Regions from separate parts of the Mus musculus genome. Here regions 2 and 3 are each linked to region 1. Evidence: chromatin contacts called from public HiChIP or PLAC-seq data. All regions are on one chromosome and are shown on one strand. Each heading gives the region's core, a stretch centred on a gene start, on an enhancer-like site or on the middle of the called end of the contact. The rest is flanking DNA. Distances are from core to core; before and after follow the strand shown.

Evidence for each region. HiChIP or PLAC-seq counts read pairs in DNA pulled down with a chosen protein or histone mark.
Region 2: an H3K4me3 HiChIP or PLAC-seq map of bone marrow-derived macrophages shows a contact between it and region 1, with 6 times the contacts expected there. The contact joins the enhancer-like site here to the promoter of Wdfy1 in region 1. A contact is called at or near these places in 5 of 115 datasets of contacts at active chromatin or transcription factors (acute myeloid leukemia, astrocytes, bone marrow-derived macrophages and 2 more).
Region 3: an H3K4me3 HiChIP or PLAC-seq map of bone marrow-derived macrophages shows a contact between it and region 1, with 4 times the contacts expected there. The contact joins the enhancer-like site here to the promoter of Wdfy1 in region 1. A contact is called at or near these places in 2 of 39 promoter capture datasets (the 3T3-L1 cell line and hippocampal neurons), 1 of 484 Hi-C or Micro-C datasets (cortical neurons) and 1 of 115 datasets of contacts at active chromatin or transcription factors (bone marrow-derived macrophages).

What each region holds. Positions count from the first base shown.
Region 1 is chr1:79,759,099-79,763,794 of GRCm38.p6, reverse strand. It overlaps Wdfy1 (WD repeat and FYVE domain containing 1), which reads left to right and starts at 2,026. Exons shown (of 12, transcript NM_001111279.1): 1 at 2,026-2,231. The coding sequence starts at 2,095.
Region 2 is chr1:80,411,790-80,416,485 of GRCm38.p6, reverse strand. No RefSeq gene overlaps it. Among named protein-coding and RNA genes, the nearest start is that of Gm38673, 14 kb to the left of the region's middle. Within about 2 kb of position 2,480, at least 12 of the 459 cell types and tissues checked have an H3K27ac peak or open chromatin away from gene starts, as enhancers often do. A contact at or near this core is called in bone marrow-derived macrophages, where this site is marked.
Region 3 is chr1:80,381,681-80,386,376 of GRCm38.p6, reverse strand. It overlaps the pseudogene Gm6189. Among named protein-coding and RNA genes, the nearest start is that of Gm39667, 43 kb to the right of the region's middle. Within about 2 kb of position 1,991, at least 59 of the 459 cell types and tissues checked have an H3K27ac peak or open chromatin away from gene starts, as enhancers often do. A contact at or near this core is called in bone marrow-derived macrophages, where this site is marked.

The DNA.
Region 1 (4,696 bases), core at 777-3,276:
ATACAAGATGTCCTACAAAAGACATGGCTGGCACCTGGGGCCTATCAGCAGCTGAAGCAGAACCGGAAGCACCCAAAGGCTAGAGACTGTGGTCATATTTCTTCACTGAAGGTGGCTCTCTCTGGTCATCTATGCGTTCTCCACACCAGTAGCTCGAATTCTAACTCTGTCTGAGCTACCTCTCGTTCCTCTGTTTTCTTCACTACACCCGAAATTATCTAGTGTAGGATATGATCTAATTTATTTCACTTATTATTTGTTTTCTTCAGTGGAATGTCAGCCCTTTCTCTGTCCTGTCTGATTCTGTTATTACTGTAGCTAGAATTCTGTGTTCTGTGACACATGAACAAATGTCTAAGTACCCCAGATAGGGAATCAACAACACTCTAGAGATGCCACTAAAATCCAGTTTGGTGAACCAGTGAGTTTTATCAGGGTTACTTACAAGAGCATATAGGTAAGGGGTTATTTTCAGGAGCAGAAACGACCCAGAAGACAGTTATATCACCCCAGAGTTCACTTGAGCACAGGTGACAGCTCATGAAAGCTGGAAATCCGGAGCACAATGCACAGCCTGCAAACAGCTTCACAGGTTGGAGAGTGTCATCCTTAGGCAGTTGCCATGTGCTCTTCTAGGACACACAGCCAGCCTCTGCTTCTTCTAGGCACGGCCTTGCCTGATCTCGATTTCTTCCAGGCAGCCAAATAAGTCTGGGCTCCTCCCACGCAGCTGGAAGCTCAGCTTATCTGTCAGTCTCTCAGTCATTTTTATACTTCTACATGCTTAGGGAGGGGCCTAGACTATCCGGTCAGTTTCAGGAACTTCCTCAAGCTATTTTGAGTTGTTCACTTTCGGAGCACCAGAAGCTTCCCCGAGGCAGCAAAGTTTCACCTTCTCTTCGAACACCCTGTGAGCACCCTCTGTCTTACTGAGCTTCCCTCTCAGATGAACTCTTTTAACCTCAGAGAAAACTGCTACCCAACACTCAGAACCTTGTACTTTCTAAGTAAGAATTTTCCCGCTGGATTAGTTACCTTTTTCACTGCTGTGAAGCAAACTACCAGACTAAAGGCAACTGAAGGAAGGAAGGAAGGAAGGGGTTATTTTAGTTCAGGGTTTGTGGGTCAAGAACCCGTGGTTTGTGTGTACTGCAGTTTGGGTAATAGTAGTAACAGCGTGTGTGGGATGAAGGGCTGAAAAGGGAGCTGTGTGAAATTCTGACTGGGTTTCTCGATTATGGCCCTTAAAACATACTATCAGTGTCGTCCAGCCAAAACCCATCAGGAATTCACCTGCAGTTGGACAAGTGAGGTTGGCTGTGTGTTAGCAGAGGGTGCCTCGTGGAGAGGGAGCCATTTGGCATCTGGGTAACACAGCAACTGAAGGATAAGGGTTGGTGCTGGGTGATTTGGAGAAGGTTTAAGGAAAAAGAGCTTTTCTTCGGACAGGAAGTTGGCAGGAAATGGTGGTGTTGAGGGGCGGGCTGAGGTAAATAAAAAATTGTATATTCTAACTGGAGGAGAAAGCTGTAACTGGGGGTGGGGGTGGGGAGATAGTCACAATCTCCTGAACAGAAAAGTGTCCCATTGTGGTAGTTTGCACAATGTTAACAATCATAGAGTAGAATTATGCACAGGCTATGAGCGTTTGGATGATGGTACCAGTCGCAGCTCCCAGGGGGAGCTGCTTGTGAGTTTTTTTTTTTTTTCCACCTTTTAACAAGCCTGAAATTGGGGTGTGTCTTTCAAACAATGGCTTCTTAGGGTGGATGCGGTGCGATACTGTTTGAGGGGCAGGTGCTTGTGTTCTGCTACTGCTCAGCTCAATCCGTTTCCGGGAGAATTATTTGGCTTTTTAACCTTCACCAAGATCCTGTTTTTTGTTGTTGTTTTTGTTTTTGTTTTTTTAGGGTTCCTTCCGGGGTCACAGAATTATAACTGTGCGGCTTCACCAAGTACTACGGGAATCTGCGGCAGTGCTCGCGAGCTTACGGCGGCGTGGAGCACACGCGGCTGGGTTGCCCTAAGCAACCGGCGCGTCCCCGCCCGGCGGTCAGCTGATGGGCCGCCCGCGGGGGAGGCCGCGGCTCGAACATGGCGGCGGAGATCCACTCCAGGCCTCAGAGCAGCCGCCCGGTGCTGCTGAGCAAGATAGAGGGCCACCAGGACGCCGTCACCGCCGCGCTGCTCATCCCCAAGGAGGACGGCGTGATCACCGCTAGCGAGGACAGGTAGAGTCTGGGAGCACGCGGGGGCCGGGGCGTGAGGTGGTGACGACCACGAGGCGTGGGGATCGTGGGGTCCGCGATTCTGCCTCCCTTCTTGTTGTCACCCCGGACGGAGCGGCCACCCTCTCTCCCACGTCCCCGTAGTCCACCGAGATCCTGGTGCCGTCAGGCGGATCTGTCTTACTCCCCTAGTCTGGGACCTATCCCCCTCCGCGCGCCTTTAGTCTTGGGAACCCCAACAGCCCCAGACCGTCCCACTGCGCCCTTTCAGTCCGGAATCAGGTTCTCCAGCGCCCCCTTTATCACGGGACCCCGACCCAGACCCACAGACTCTTCTGTCCCTGGACCCCGTCCTATAGCACCATAAACCACTGACCAACCCTCCAGATCCCCTCCAGTCTCGGGACCCTGTTCCACAATTCATCTCCAGTCTGGGACCCTGATCCACAGGGCTCATCCCACTCAGGACCCACCCATTCTGGGACCCTGGACCTCACACGACCTCTCTAGTCCAAAGTCTTTCTTCAAAGGTCTTTAGTTCCGGACCTTCGCCACACCCTTCTAACCTGGGACCTAGTCCCTCCATCTCCCCATCCTGACAGAACCCCTGTTCCCACCGCTGGCTTGCAGTCCAGGGTTCCCAGTGCACACCCCTGCGAGTCGGTACTCCAGTCCTAGCTTCTAGCTAGCCTCTTGCCCCCGTTGCCGTCCTGTCCCGTGGTGCTGCTCCAACCTTTGCCTCCTGTGTCTTCCTGGCTGGGGCTTACCTGGTGCTCCAGAGTTCCTGTGTTCTCCTGGGACCGTTCCAAGTCCCAGAGGACTAGTAGCTAATTACCTTGGGACCTGGTGCGGCTGTTTATTCCTTACATGGAACCCCACGGGCATTCACCTCTTCCTTCTAATTTGTTTGGGGGCTGAGGTTAGGTTGTATACTTTCCTGTGCTTCTCCTGGCTTCAGGGTCAGTTGTTTGTTTGTTTGTTTGAACCATAGCTGCTAGAACTATCTGAACTCTTACTGACCAAAGAGTTTTCGATTTTTGTACAAAAAGTGATTAGTTAGTTCTTTAAAAGTCCAGATGCACTTATTTTAAAAGGAAAATTTATTTACAAATAAGTAATTTTATTTACAAGTAATTTAGCCCCACAAGTAGGAAACAGAAGGTCATTTACCACAAGACTAAAACAAGCCGTTATCAATGTTCCTATGTAGTTCTGCCGGTGGTCACTTGCCACACTTCAGAAAAGATTCATTTGGTCCAGTGACTTCATTTTACTCAAGAGGGAACCGGAACCACGAAGTGTTACTAGTTTCTCTGCGTCGTCCAGGAGTACTGAGGAAACATGGAACCCAGGACTTGTCATTTGCCCTCTGACTCTCAAGGCAGTATAAAGTGATTGGAGAAATAGCCCATGTTTTAAAATTGTAGCAAGTTTGAAACCTTAAAGGGTTAAAAAGGAGGTTGAGGGAAACAGTTTACTTGTCTTAAGAAGTGATAGGCCCAAACTGGAAGGGCTTTGGCCAGCACATCTACCTTTCTCTCTAAGCTGGAGGCAGAGGCCAGCCTTTTGTGTGGGTGAAAAGGAGGGCTGCCCTGTATGGGAAAGGGAAACTTGAAGCCCCCAGCTCCGGGCTGGGCCTTTGTGTTTGGCTTTTGAAGGAGCTTAGTTGGGGCCTTGTTTTCAGGTAGTGAGCTTGTTTTGTTCCTCCGGTTTACCTGTAACTGAGCTGGAGGTGGTGTGGGACTGCTAGTATCCTTGTCTGGCTGTGTGAAACAGAAGTGGTCAGGGGAGAGTGGGAACCTGAGACTGGAGAGAAGGGAATGTAAGCCAGGCAAATAGCAGAATAGTGGTATTTGTGTGATGCAAACAGAATTTAGACAACAGCTTATTAGAGTCAGCCAGCTTTATTTGGTAAAATATTTGATTTGTGACTCATGCACGTTGGGTACATTGCCGAATATCTGAGATTTCCTGGGTAGGAACAGTGCTAATAAAGATTTTATGGAAAATGATTACTAAGCTGCTTCTTGACACAGATGTTCAGGGGAGTCTTGGACCAGCCCAGTTTTTACTCCTGCTCAACTATCCTGCAGGATCCCGTCAGATGATAGGGCCACCAAGGAGTTGCTACTGAAGGCTTTTGATGTGTATTTTGTAGGTACCACAATTCATGGAATTTAATTCAAGTGTGGGCTGTGAGTTTTGTTCTTGATGGTCTCTTTCTCTAAACTGTCCTATTTATCATACTTGTCATTCATTCATTCATTCATTCATTCAAGAACACCATTTCTATTGGGTGTGAGGTCCTGGGGATAAAAGAGGGATCAAAAGCCACAGTGCCTGTGCTCATATAACTTCTGATTTATTGCTCCTTATAGCCCTTGACCTAAGGAAGCCTGTATATATGCCTGAGGACTTAGAACACTGGTCTCCCTCATTCAGCCGAGGCTATGTCAGACATGCCCTCT
Region 2 (4,696 bases), core at 1,231-3,730, 650 kb before region 1:
GTATTTCTGGATGAGATTTGCATTTGAGTCAGAGGACCGAGTTAAAACAAATCTCCGTCGCATCATAGGTGGGCACCATCTCCTCCATGGGGCACTGAGAACCTGAATACAATAAAAGATGGAGAGGAGAGGAGAAAACTTCTCATTGTTCCCTCCTTGGCGTAAGTGTGGACAGCTCAGCAACATACACATAAACATATGTTCATTGTAGCCAGACATTTTCATTTCAATGTAGCATTTGCTTTTCCTAATTTTGACTGACTGACTGTCTGTTTGTAAACAAAGAAAGCAAAATCACCTCATGCCTTCACTACATTCATTCATTAATTTTAGGGCTCAGTGGTTAAGAGCACTGGCTGCTCTTCCAGAGGTCCCGAGTTCCATTCCCAGCAACCACATGGTGGCTCACAACCATCTGTGATGGGATCTGATGCCCTCCTTTCACCAGAGAAGAACGACAGTGTACACACACATATTAAATAAATAAATAAATAAATATTTTTTTAAAAATAAGATATTAACAAAGACACTTAGATGAGGAGCAGAGACTGGGCTATAATATCCTTTACACTGTCTTTCTGCTGCTATGGCTGTATAGTAATTTTATAAAATATCAGTGAAGGTCTAAAGCAAGCATGCTGGGAGAAACTGTGTAGTTTTGTAATCCAGCTCACTTCCTTTCCTTTCTCCCTTTACTGTCTCAGATCCCCCAGAAAGTGACCTTGAGATTGGGCTTCCTGTACAAGGGGTAGATTTAAATAGAGGTGGAAATGATTAGGAAAAATAAAGAAGAAGAAGAAGAAGAAGAAGAAGAAGAAGAAGAAGAAGAAGAAGAAGAAGAAGAAGAAGAAGAAGAAGAAGAAGAAGAAGAAGAAGAACTAGAGAAGGAAACCAATTAAGGTACAATTTCAGGCAGAGACCTGTGGGGTGGGGCTGTAATTTCAGCCTGATCCTGCTGGGGAGCTCTGGAGTGTAGGTAACAGGTCAGTTACTCCTGTTGGAGCCAAGGTGATTCATTTTTTTTTCAGATTCTTGCTTTTTTATTATAGTCCAAAGGGTATTGAGTTCTATAAACAGGCAAAATTCTCTAGTACCTCTAGGGTGGTACTCTGCGAAGACAAAATATGTTGGGCACAAAAGAACACAGAGGGAAAAGAAGATTCAGAAACAGTGTAATACAAAAGAATATTTTAGCAGATCCCAGTATTATCCACTGCACCCACCAGACTTTTCTATCATCATCAGCTTCTGTAAAGACAGTTCTTAAAGTCATACTTGAAGCATTGTGGAGAGAAGCTAGCTTTTGCATTGATCAAATACTGTTCTTAATTTTCTACAGTAAGTTTAATACCTGCTCTTCGGCAATACTAAAATGCCAATACTCTAAACTTATTGAAATGTCCGCGGTCATCTGGACTTCAGAAATTCAACAGGAACACTACAACAAAAATCTAGATGCTTCCATAGCTGCCTCTTCTGACTACTGAGGTCAGGAATGTTGAAAAGCTTCTAAAGCTATTCCAGGGCCTGTCTCCAAGTCTCAGGATTCTCTGGGGTCTTAGATCGTTCATTCCCACCTGTACTGGCTAGTTTTGTGTCAACTTGACACAGCTGGAGTTATCACAGAGAAAGGAGCTTCAATTGAGGAAGTGCCTCCATGAGATCCAACTGCAAGGCATTTTCTCAATTAGTGATGGGGGGGGGGGAGGCCCCTTGTGGGTGGGACCATCCCTGGGCTGGCAGTCTTGGTTCTATAAGAGAGCAGGCTGAGCAAGCCAGGGAAAGCAAGCCAGTAAGTAATATCCCTCCATGGCCTCTGCATCAGCTCCTGCTTCTTGACCTGCTTAAGTTCCAGTCCTGACTTCCTTGGTGATGAACAGCAGTATGGAAGTGTAAGCCGAATAAACCCTTTCTTCCCCAACTTGTTTCTTGGTCATGATGTTTGTGCAGGAATAGAAACCCTGACTAAGACACCACCTAATTTATGAGTGAAGAATATTTTTACATCATATTCTACCTCAGCCTTAAATATTTTGTATATACGAAAAGGCATGTGTTTCGAGCATCACAGTACACTGTACATTTACCATGTGCCAAAAACTACAAGCATATTTTAAATCTTGCCACGCTCGACTGTGACCTGAGGTATGATAAATGTAAGGTTACATATATCCATAAACTTTCCTAAGTCAATGATCAGTTTCTCCTCTCTTGTTGAAGAGCTCATATTTTGTGCATAACACCCTCTTTCAAGCATTATACTCTATAGCAAGAAGAGCAGAAAAAGCACAAGGTGGACTAAGGAGGCCAAACAACAATTTGGGCAATTCTTTGAAAAGCTTTCTTTCTGGAGATAAGTCTTGTTTCGATGATGGGAGACAAATTCACCGTGACAATTGCCATCTCCTGAAAAAGCAGAAAGACATTTGCAGAAGTGGGGAGCAAACATCAGATGAGAGTTTCAGATCTCCACTCAGAAGGAAGTCGTGCCTAGAAAAAGAATAGCTCCTTAGAGTTAACAGCCTTAGATGTGAGTGCCAGAGGCTTTCAAGCTGACTTTTCAAAGCCAGAAGCTTATAGCAACAAATCCTAAGAAGCAGAGGCTCGTGGATCTAGGTTCTGAAAACCCTGAGGCTTAGAAGCCTAAAGCAGCCGTTCTCAACCTGTGGGTCCCAACCCTCACAGGAATTACATACCAGATATTCTGAGTCTCAGATAGTTACATTATGATTCCCAACAGTAACAAAACTACAGTTATGAAGTAGCAACAAAAATAATTTTATGGTTGGGGAGGGCAACCCAACATGAGGAACTGTCTTAAAGTGTCACAGCATTTGCAAGGTTGAGAACTACGGCTCTAGATTCTCGAGTCTAGACCTTGAGTTCCAATGGCTCAGTACCCAGCAACTAGAATGACAGTTCTGAGCTCTGAGGGTCAGGTCCTTATCTCTTGGCTCTGCTGGGTGACTCGGAAGCTCTATGCAGCTCTTCTAGCAGCTGGAGTTTGCAATTCCTCTGTAACCTTTCCCTTCTCAGCACTTCCACAGTGGTTCATCATCTCCATAAGCTCTGCTTCCCAAGGCTCTCTAGACCTCTTCAGTCACCCTCTAGATCTGTGGCTCTCAATCTTCCTAATGCTGCTACCCTTTAATGCAGATCTCCATGTTATGGTGACCCCCACCCATAAAATTATTTTCATTGCTACTTCATAACTGTAATTTTATTACTGTTAGGTAAATAAATATCTCTGTTTTCTGATGGTCTTAGGCAACCCCTGGGAAAGAGTCATTCAACACACCTCAAAGGAGTCTTGACCCACAGGTTCAGAACCAGGGCAGTAAATGCTACTGCTTGGTGTGCACGGGGCTGGCAACCAAAAAAAAAAAAAATCACCCACTGGTCTTCTTTAAATAAAGATCAGAAACAGGCAATAAAAAACATTCACAAGAGACTTTATTGTGATCTAATTTGCAACATGTTGGGAAGCATAACCAAATAGCAGTCAGGAAAGGAAGTTTCCCCAAATAACCCAAGATGAAATACACCACCACTTACTATATGCCAGTCAGTCACCTGTATATAGGAGCCATTATGGGTCAGGAAGGTGCTTCTCCAACACCTTCTGGAGACTGCTCTAAGGAGATCCAGGCTCATCTGGAGTGCTGCACATAGTTATCCTGAGGTCATCTCAAGCTGCTCTGCACTGTGAGCAAAATGAAACCTTTGTTCCTGCAAGAAAACTGAAGCAGGTGGCCCCAAGGCCAACGCTGTCAAAGAAACAAAGCCTTAGCTACACAGGTGGCTGCTACAGCCACAGAGATTTCCTGAAGTCTTCTCTGGTGTCTGTGGTTTGAAGTTCTCTGGAACAGCTTAACAATTCATGATAAGTTGTTGCTGCCATGATAAGAAATGGCCGGTTGACTGACAACTACAGCATCCCCATGAAAATGGAGCCTTCAGATTGTGCCCAGCTTTCAGGAGCCTAAGCGATACTGATCCTCTAGTACCTCACAGTACTCCTAGACTCAGTACCTGCAGAAAAGGGCAGCAACAGTCCCTTTGGCCTCCACTTGCCTTAAGATAATCATTGCTTAGGGGTAGATACTCCCTGAACTGTCAAGCACAGTGTTTCTTTTCATCCTCATTTTTATATTAATATCATAGTCATAGCATATCTGTTGTCGCAATGTCCCTAAGTGGCAGGAATAGAAGGTGGACATTCCTTCCTTTAAAAAGTAAAATTAGTAAGAACAGTCCATAGATGTCACTCCTACCAATCCTCTTCAATTTCAAAGTTAAAGTTTTCTGGAATTGACTTGGCTTTCTCTCTCTCTCTCTCTCTCTCTCAAACAGGCTCTGCAGTACTCACAGAAAGTTTGAAACATTTTTCTTTTTTTCATTGCACTAAAAATCAAATCACACACTTTAATATAATTGTATATTAAATCTACTTATGATTTTATAAAAATATTTGAGTATAATCAAAACTCTATTTATAGTCCTTGTAATATATATTTGGTTATGCAATATGTTTTCTATAATATTTATTTATAATTATTTATGTATAATGTATAATTTGTAACATTAGAAATGTAATTTAATATAAAATTGTCACATGCATTGCTTTATATCTTATTGGTAAGATATTATCTATATGTATAAAAACAGTTAGCTGCTAGGCAGACCAAATGTCACC
Region 3 (4,696 bases), core at 742-3,241, 620 kb before region 1:
CAGTATCCAAATTAATGAAATCAGAAATGGAAAGGGAGACGTAACAACAAAATATGTCTTAAAATAATTATTCTGTTTGTTGAATATTAACAGTTGAAAATATTAAAATCATGTTCTACAAACATCAAAAAAAATAAATTTTATTAGGTTAAAGAGACCAGTTAAGAACACTAATTCCCAACACTCACATGGTGGCCCAGAAACACCTGCTACTCTAGTACCCAGTGGGTCCAATGCCCTCTCTAGCCTCCTCAGGGCACTAGGAATGCATGTGCTACAGATATACATGCAGACAAAACACACACACACACACACACACACATATATATATATATATATAAAATGAAGTTACACATTTTGTTATATGTAGTGTATGAGTGTATGGGGGTTTGTTTGTGTGTGTGAGTGTGTGTATGTGTAAAACTACCACAACACCCGTGTGAAGGTCAGAAAATAACCTGAGAGAGTCTGATTTCTCCATCTATCTGAGACTGTACTCAGGTAGTTTGGCAGCAAGAACCTTTACGCACTGTGACACCGAATCAGTTTTATAGGTCTACTTTCTTAATTGTGTTGTAGTAAAATTGCTGTTCTCTATATAACCATAGGACAATGAGGGATCATCATGGTACAAGCAACTCAAATGATATGCCTTCATGAAAAATGAGACGTGACTGTAAGAACACATATCCATCCCTTTCTTTCAATCCTACATCCCAGGTTTTGGTCTATGCCTTTTGATTTCTCACATTCATTATTTTAACATTGTGTTCTGTAGCCTCTTTTTTGTGTCTCATTACCTTAGAAACCCAGTATTCGGTAAGGATTATTCTTTTGTTTGTTTGTTTGTTTGTTTGTTTGGTGTGGTGATTGAATTATGCTTGGAGTAGGGTGTGGTTCTATGGGGAGGTGTGGCCTTGTTGGATTAGAGGTGTGTCACTGTGGAGGCGGGGCTTTGGGGAAATGTATATATACTCAAGCTCTGCCCAGGGTGAGACACAGTAGTCTCTCCTTGCTGCCTTACACTAGGGAGGTAGAGGAAAGCAGATATCTGATCTAGGCCAACCTGGTCTAGAAAGAGTCCCAGTGTAGCTGCGAATACACAGAAAAACCCTATCTCAGAAAGAAAGAATCCTCTTTCTCTCGTGTCTTAGTCCTCCTTCAGAGAAGATGGTGCTCCCCAGGTCAAGGCCGTCCGATGGTCACAGCTGGGAAACCCTGAAGGCGCTCCGCAACTCCAGCAAAGGCCGTCTGCACTACAACCAGGATGTTTTGGAAGAATGCAGATCTCTCCCCAAACTATCTTCTTACTCTGGATGGGTGGTAGATCACATTCTACCCAACACCTTACGCCACACTCAAGAGAATGGTCCTTCCTCGGATAACCCATCATCCTCTGGATCTGCTTCAGGCCTGTACCAATCCTCACTACTCAAGTCTCCTGTCAGAAGTACCCTACAATCACTCTCACCCTCAACATCGAATGGAACCCAGAACACACATGACTCCCGGTTCACAGAACCTATTGCACTTCAGTCCTCTCCAGCGATCAAAGTGGAAGGTTGTATCCGAATGTTCGAATCGGCATCTGGAATAAGAGCAACAGAGGGCCTGACGAAGTGGCAGGAGGAGCAAGAAAGGAAGGTGCAAGCCTTCTCAGAGATGGCATCCGAACAGCTAAAGAAGTTTGACGAGCTGAAGGAGTTGAAGATGAATAAGGAGTTACGGGACTTAGAGGAAGTGATGGAGAAGAGTATCAGAGAAGCCCTGGGTCATCAGGAGAAGCTGAAAGCTGAGCATCACCACAGAGCCAAGATTCTCAAGCTAATGCTTCAAGAGGCAGAGCAGCGGCAGCGTGAGAAGCAGGCAGAGCAGGAGCAGCTTCGAAAGGAGGAAGGCCAGGCCCGTCTGCGCAGCCTGTACACCCTGCAAGAGGAGGTCCTGCAGCTCAATCAGCAGCTGGATGCCTCCAGTCAACACAAAGACCTGCTGAATGTGGACCTGGCTGCCTTCCAGACCCAGGGCAACCAGCTGTGTAGCGTCATCTCCGGCATCATTTGCAGCACTTTGGAGAGTGGCATTCCCACGGCCGAGAACCAAGCTGAGGCCGAGCTGGCCCTGCAGGAAATGCAGGACCTCCTCTTGAGTTTGGAGCAGGAGATCACCAGAGCCTCTGAAGTGAAGAAGAAGAACGAGGAGGAAGAGGCCCAAGTCAAGCGGCAGGAGTCACAGATGCAGCAGGGGCCAGGAGTTCCCACCCAGAGCTCTGCACCCAGCCCAAGCCCAACAGGTTCGCAGAATGAAGACCTGCAGGGGAAGGTACAAGATAGTACACTGCAGTGGTACCAGCAACTTCAGGATGCTTCCGCCAAATGTGTGTTGGCCTTTGAGGACCTGACCAGCAGCAAGGACAGTCAGACGAAAAAGATAAGGACGGATTTGCGGAAGGCAGCCACCATTCCAGTGAGCCAGATCTCCGGCATCTCAGGTTCAAAGCTGAAGGAGGTCTTTGATAAGCTCCACAGTCTGCTCTCGGGAAAGCCTGTCCAATCTGGAGGGCGTTCCGTGTCTGTCACTCTTAACCCTCAGGGGCTGGACTTTGTCCAGTACAAACTGGCAGAGAAATTTGTGAAACAAGGGGAGAAGGAAGTGGCCTCTCACCACGAAGCGGCATTCCCCATTGCGGCGGTGGCTTCTGGTATCTGGATGCTCCACCCCAAAGTGGGAGACCTCATTCTTGCTCATCTCCACAAGAAGTGTCCATACTCCGTTCCTTTCTACCCAGCTTTCAAGGAAGGGATGGCTTTGGAGGATTATCAACGGATGCTTGGCTATCAAGTTGTGGATTCCAAGGTTGAGCGGCAGGAAAGCTTTCTGAAACGCATGTCTGGGATGATCCGTTTGTATGCCGCCATCATCCAGCTCCAGTGGCCATATGCAAACCGGCAGGAGGTTCATCCTCATGGCTTAAATCATGGCTGGCGCTGGTTGGCACAGATCTTAAACATGGAGCCTCTCTCAGGTGTAACAGCCACTCTCCTGTTTGACTTTTTGGAGGTGTGTGGGAACGCCCTCATGAAGCAGAACCAGGTCCAGTTCTGGAAGATGATACTTTTCATCCAAGAGGACTACTTGCCCAGAATTGAGGCCATCACGAGCTCAGGACAGATGGGCTCTTTCATACGTCTCAAGCAGTTCTTGGAGAAGTGTCTGCAACGCAGGGAGATTCCTGTCCCCAGAGGCTTTCTGACGCCCTCCTTCTGGTGCTCTTGATGTCCTTTGTCGCACTGTGTGGGAGGAGGGGCAACAATAAAACAACTGAGATAGCCGGTTTGAAAGAATCATGTCAGATTGAAAAAAATAAAATAAAATAAAATAAAATAAATGAGACTGTCTTGTTCCACACAGTATTTGTGAGGGCCAGTGAGACAAGAGGTTTGAAAGTACATCACAAATACTAAGACACTTTATACAAACAAACTAATGAACAAAGAAACCTTGTAAACTGTTTTGGCTGTATTATTTGTAACATCTGGAGAGTAGAAAGAATCGACTGCTGAATGTATGAGTAAAATGTAACACTTCAGAATATTATCTAAACATAAAAAGGAAGGGAGAGCTGATTTGTTGCTACATAGATGAAACTTGATTTTTTTTTTTTCTTTTTCTTTCCCTCCCCCCCCCCCCCCAAGACAGGATTTCTCTGTATAGCCCTGGCTGTCCTGGAGCTTACTCTGTAGACCAGGCTGGCCTTGAACTCAGAAATCTGCCTGCCTTTGCCTCCTGAGTGCTGGGATTAAAGGTGTGTGCCAGGCTAAATGAAATGAGAACATTACCCTAAGAGACATGCTGGAGCTGAGACGAAAGGATGGACCATCTAGAGACTGCCACACCTGGGGATCCATCCCATAATCAGCCTCCAAACGCTGACACCATAGCATACGCCAGCAAGATTTTGCTGAAAGGACCCAGATATAGCTGTCTCTTGTGAGGCTATGCCGGGACCTAGCAAACACAGAATTGGATGCTCACAGTCAGCTATTGGATGGAACACAGGGCCCCCAATGGAGGAGCTAGAGAAAGTACCCAAGGAGCTAAAGGGGTCTGCAGCCCTATAGGAGGAACAACAATATGAACTAACCAGTACCCCCGGAGCTTGTGTCTCTAGCTGCATATGTAGCAGAAGATTGCCTAGTCGGCCATCTTTGGAAAGAGAGGCCCCTTGGTCTAGCAAACTTTATATGCCCCAGTACAGGGGAACGCCAGGGCCAAGAAGTGGGAGTGGGTGGGTAGAGGAGTGGGGGGGGGGCGTATGGGGGACTTTTGGGATAGCATTTGTAAATGAAGAAAATACCTAATAAAAAAATTAGATTTTTTTTTTTAAAGAGAGACATGCTGGAGCAGAAAAGCCATGGTTGTGTACTACCACTTATATAAACTGCAGGAATAGGTCAGTATCCAGAGAAAGACATTCAATTGGTAGTTATCAGGACCTGGGAAGGAACCCATGAAATTGCTGCTAATTGCTACAGGGTGCCAAAAAGGTTCTGAACAGAGATGGCAACACTAGCTACAACACCTTCAAAACATACCCATAGGCATGTGCATCATAAAGAGAGTTTTAGCTATAAAACGCAAATATAACATGTAAACATTTAACTCTTGTCATCATTTGTGAGTCACTTGTTTCCAGTTT